Regions from separate parts of the Mus musculus genome. Here region 1 is linked to region 2. The links are chromatin contacts, called in public Hi-C maps. All regions are on one chromosome and are shown on one strand. Each heading gives the region's core, a stretch centred on a gene start, on an enhancer-like site or on the middle of the called end of the contact. The rest is flanking DNA. Distances are from core to core; before and after follow the strand shown. Region 1 has its middle 36 kb from the start of 4921525O09Rik. Region 2 has its middle 74 kb from the start of Gadd45g.

Region 1 (2,700 bases), core at 192-2,691, 210 kb after region 2:
TTCTTTTGCTGTAATGTAACACTATGACGAAGGCAGCTTAAAAAGGAAGCATTTAATTGAGGCCTTGTTTGCAGTTTCATAGGAGTAGTACATGAGCATCACTCAGGGAGCATGGTAACACACAGGCAAGCATGATGTAGCTGAGAGCTGACATCTGATCTGAATGTTTCAGAGAGAGAAAGAGAGAGACCCAGCCTGGCACAGGCTTTTGAAACCTCAAAGCCAGGCCCCAGTGATTTACCTTGTCCTGGTTTAAATAAGAATGGCCATGATCAACTGAAATTTGAAAGCTTAGTCACCAGGGAGCAGTACTTTATTTGAAAGGATTAAAAGGATTAGGAAGTATGTTACTGGAGGGTGAGTTTTGAGGTTTCAAAAGCCCATGCCAATCCCAGAGTTTCTTTCTCTGCTCATGGATCAGGATGTAGCTCTCAACTACTGCTCCAGTGACTACCTGCATGCTGCTGTGCATCTGGACTTCTGGCTATGATGACAGTGGATTAAACCTCTGGAACTATAAGCAAGCCTCCAGTTAAATGATTTCTCTTATAAGTTGCACTGATCATAGTGTTTCTTTACAGAAATAGAACATGTGACTGAGACACACCTCCTCCAAAAAGGCCACACCTCCTAATCCTTCCCAAACAGTTCTGCTAACTGAAGATCATGTATTCAAACAAATGAGCCTATGGGAGCCATCGTATTCAAACTACCACAGGGGGCAAATGTTGTACCCTCTCTGTCCCCCACCCCCTCTGCTGGTGAGTATAACTGTTAAGTCACCATTATTTTCCATGTTACATCATCTCCATCCCTCAGTCTTGAGTGATCATGGCTCCACCTCTTTTTCCACACATTTGCTGTTCCGGAACCATCTCATGGTAGAGTTGGATAGCTTGTGGGTTTTGGTCACGGTCCTCTTTCCTTTATCCCATTTTTCAATTATTTGCATTACATTAAGTAATGGTGCTTCATTTCTTTCAACGGCCAGACAACTATTCTTCATGCAGACATATCACCGGATACTTATCTGTTGTTTGGCTCATAGACATTTGGGTTGCTTCTTCTTTTTGTTTATCATGATCAAAGCTACTGGGAACTTATGTGTGCAAATTTCCTTGTGGAAGTTATTTCTATTTCTCAAGGGACCTACAGGATGTGTCCTAGCCTCTGAATATGATGACTCTGCTCACGTCAGTGCTTTTTAACATGGAGAGTACCAGTCACATCTCACCAGGATCCCAGACATGCCTCAGACACTTCTTTCCACACTTTGGAGAACAGATGGGACTTTCTCAGAACCTCAAACAGAGTCAGCCTCCAACTCAGCAACCCTACCAGAAGTGCTTCATGTGGGGAACCAAACAGCTGTGCACACAAGGGCCAGTGAGGGAAGATCAATAAAGCATTATTCATCCTGGCCAATGGGAAAGACTCTGGTGTATCACAGGGCCACAGATGCAGGATCCTTTTCCAGGAACATCCTGAGTAGGTAAATTCAGAGATGATGATTGACAATTGCTTGACCTTGGGGGTGGGCAGATGGGACCATTCAGGGGCAAATTTCCTTGTGGGGTAGGGCAGAAGGGTGGTGGAAAGGTTCTAAAATTAGAGTGAAGCCAGAGTCACACAGCTTTGTAAACACACTAAAAACCACTGGACCGTGATCTTTAAAAGGATGAGTTTCATGCTGTGTCAACTATAAACCTATTTAGAGAGGGAGGGAGGGAGGGAAATTAAGTTCTCTGTCCCCGTTCTATTACAATGTTTTTCCCTATACTCGTCTGGGATTTAGCTTCAGCTTTCAACAATCCCTTCCCCCATCCCTCTCACACAGCTGCCTCTCTGCCCTTTTCCTTCTGGTTCTCAACTTCTCCTTCTCTTGCTGTCTTTCAAAAGAGACCAAGTAAGAGTTACCCCCCGATGTGAAGGAGCTCTGTTGAAGTCTCAAGCAGGGCTGCCAGGGAGCCAGTCTGGTATCCAGAAGCTGGTGTCCAGACAGGGCAGGAAGAGCTCTGTGAGTCTCATCTTTCTCTGGTTGGAGACTCACATGGATGTGAGTGACATGTTACCTCAGTGGTGTCCTAGCTTCTCAGAACTCTAGCTGATTCTGGAAAGCCTGGCCCTGTGTCACCTCAGGGAGAGGACCAAATGGTTAAGCTGGTGAGGGAGGGAACTGGAGCCTAGGAAGGAAAGGGCTGAGCCCTTGCCCTCTGGCCAGAGGCACTACCCTAGAATGAGCCCAGATATTACAAGTGACAGACATATAAACTTGGGCAGAGGCCTTGGATACAGCCACCCTCTAAGACAAGCATTCTATAAATTCTTAGTGCTGCCTGAAGAATGATGCCTGACAGGCCCCGTAGCTCCAGTCACAGTTGATGGACTTAGGGTTTTACCGGTGTGAACAGACACCATGACCAAGGCAACTCTTTTTATTTTTATTTTTTTACACACTCACAAATTTATTTTAAACCTGATTTCCTTCAAGCAACCAGCTCTTACTTATCTTTGCTGAAAATCCCCAAGATCGTATTATACAGTCTTCATGCCTTATTTGCTTATAGGCATTTATATATAAATATAAAAATAGTTTTAGTCCCCTCTTCTGAATTGGTTTCCTGATGCCATTGTAGTAAGTCATGCATGGATGCCTTAACCTAGCACAGATTTAATCTCATACAGTTCTTAAGGCTGGCA
Region 2 (2,700 bases), core at 89-2,588:
GATGCTTCCGAATGCACAATGGAACCCAGATGTAGGACGGGAAGTCTCAGCAGGGGAGCCTGACTTAGCTGCTCATCAGAGCCGCCCTGGGAACCTTAAGATTCTGCACGTGCTGGTTGTTTTAGGAATAGTTAAATCAATAGTTAAATCCTATACGGTAGCCCTGAGCCACCCCAGGGCATGAACATTTATTGCAGTCAAAACTACAGTTTGCCATGCCACTCTGGCTGTATTGCTGAGCCCGGTGGCTGCGCTGATCCCTGTAGACAGCGAACCAACCTTCCAGCACTCTTGCAAGACGACCCAGAGCAGTTTGCTGGGCAGCCTCCCTGGCCAGGGATTCCCAGGTTGAAGGTGTCTTGGCCATGAAAAGGTGACTTACCACTCTGGGTGAGCCTCTTGCTACACAGTGTAACACTGGTCTCCCAAATCTTTGTGCCCCAGGATTGTTGGGGTGCAGGTGGGAGGACTAGGGTGGGGGAAGTATTATAATCAAGTTCTCCCAGCCTGGCAGGTACACTCAGCCCCATCATGCCTCAGCCTCCTTTCTCCCAAGCTAGGCTAACCTTGACCCTGACCTGCCTAATGTGTGTTTCTAGGGCATTCCCTTGAGTTCTGGTTATTCACGCCCTGCGGAACTCTTAGATGTCTCCAGACTTTCTGCAGGCTCCTAGGAAGCCTTCCATTCCTCCAGCAATCCTGTCGCCTTCACACCCCAGTGTCTCAGGCTCCAGGAACCCCAGGTGGGCACACACTGGTGCCCAGAGCCAGTGTGGGGTCTCTTCGGCTCATATGGAACTCACCCTGTAATTTATCCAATGAACACTGTGGTAGCATGTGCCACATGCCAGGGATCTTTGAAGCGGAGAGATTGCTTCTGAAGTGAGCACGAATGTAAACCGAGAAGGGTGCGGTGACGTTCATGATTGGGCACACACAAAACCTGACTTTTAGGAGGGGCACGCACTGTGGCTGTAGGGCGCCATTTCATAGCATGTGCTTCCAGCTGTTGATGGAGGAGGAAGAACGAGAAGAAGGAGAAGGAGAAGGAGAAGAAGGGGCGGGGGAAGGGAAGCTTCTGTCCTGACAGCTTGAACTTCTTTTCATTGTTCCAGGAGTCAGCAGCAGGCCCAGCCAACAGCTGTGCACTGCGTATATCAGTAACAGCTGCCTTCTCCTGGGGTGAAATTAAAAGATTAGGGGGTGTGGGGCACGTGCTGGCCCCAGGAGCCCAAACAATGCTTGATTTAGGGTGAAACTCGTCTGGGAGGCTGACAAAGGAGAAGGCTCTGAGTTGGCTAGGGGTCAGGATGGGGGTGGGGGGCTGGCTTTGACAGAGACAAAAGGAGGGGAGCGGGAGGGGCGAGGTTGGGGGAGACAGGGCCCAGTGAAAAGAGGCCTGGAGCAGCTGCTCCTGCTCCAGAAATTTGAGACGGGTCTTTTCACAAACACAAACCCTGGAGAAGAATGGGGAGGCAGGCTTAGCTGAAATGGCCCCTTTTAGAAATGAAAAGGAGATTGAGAGCCCTGTCCGTTTTCCAAGTTTTCACCTAAGAGGGTGGAACATGATTAGTGCAGAAAGAGTGTGCGGAGGAGCAGATGGGCGAGCCACCCCGGAGCTGGGCTCTGTGTTTACATAACAATCATGGCCACACTGGGGTGCAGGAGCCAAGCTCCACTGCCACACTCCGCAGAGGTGGTGGTTGCCCCTGACTTCCAAGTGGGCAGTTCAAGCATGGCCCCAGTGTGGCTATTAACTGATGCCCTGGGCTAAAGCAAATAGATTTCATGACCTTGAAGAAACCAGGTGCCTGCCAGCAGGAGGCAGCCAGCTTTGGAGCATCCTGTAGTTTCACCTGGACAGAGCACTCTGTCTGAATGGCCGAGCATGTCAGACTCTCCTCCCTCCTTCCTCCCCCCACCCCACAATGGCTGAGCATGTCAGACTCCCCCCCCCCCCTGGCCACTGTGGAGAGCTGAGATTAACCTGTTGGAGAGACAGCCCTGGCTAGACCCCATTGGAGTCTGAGGTCAAGGGTCATTGGAGTCTGAAGCAGAGGTGCCTGGCAGCGGAAGCTTGGGTTTGCACGTGCCCCGAGCTTTGCCTCTGAGAGCATCCTTGTCCAAAGGCATGGGCTGGCACTGACCTTTAGAACAGAGATGCCAAACTCACTTAGCCTGTGCTCCCCAAGATGCCAAGATCCTGGAAGACAGAGGGGCTAGGGAATGCACTAGATAGATAGAGGCAACCTAATGGCTCTGCTCACAATATCCCTGCTCCTTTGACGGTGAAATCTGAGCAAGACACGAAGGTTGGAGGTGGTGGGCACTGTGTCAGCATCCAGGTCTCTATGGCTGTGGGTGTCTCAATAAATACTTGCAAGAACTTAAGAGAAAGGGTATAACCTGTGGGCCTCTAATTGCTTCTCAGCTCAGGTGGAGGGGGGGGGGCGGGGAGAGACATACCTCACTATGTGGCCATCTCCCGCCCATGATCACTCAAGGATCCTCTCACATACCCAAGTCCACCTCTATATAAAATGATATCTGCGTGTCTCTGTGCATAGCTTTCCATATATTTTATTTTAATCAATTAATTAGATAATTGATTTTTCTGTGGTGCTGGGGTAGGAACTCAGGGCCCTGTACATGCTAGGCAAGGGTTCTACTACTTACTGGTGCTCTTATCCTTGCCCACAG

The links. Hi-C and Micro-C count contacts between places; a contact is called where the count stands out from the background.
Region 1: a contact with region 2 is called in a Hi-C map of bone marrow-derived macrophages, with 32 read pairs. The contact joins two enhancer-like sites. A contact is called at or near these places in 2 of 484 Hi-C or Micro-C datasets (bone marrow-derived macrophages and nephron progenitors), 1 of 115 datasets of contacts at active chromatin or transcription factors (a beta-TC-6 cell line) and 1 of 9 other capture datasets (embryonic trunk).

Annotation. Positions count from the first base shown.
Region 1 is chr13:52,131,765-52,134,464 of GRCm38.p6, forward strand. No RefSeq gene overlaps it. Among named protein-coding and RNA genes, the nearest start is that of 4921525O09Rik, 36 kb to the left of the region's middle. Within about 2 kb of position 1,442, at least 6 of the 459 cell types and tissues checked have an H3K27ac peak or open chromatin away from gene starts, as enhancers often do.
Region 2 is chr13:51,919,568-51,922,267 of GRCm38.p6, forward strand. No RefSeq gene overlaps it. Among named protein-coding and RNA genes, the nearest start is that of Gadd45g, 74 kb to the left of the region's middle. RefSeq lists an enhancer at 346-2,565. Within about 2 kb of position 1,339, at least 78 of the 459 cell types and tissues checked have an H3K27ac peak or open chromatin away from gene starts, as enhancers often do.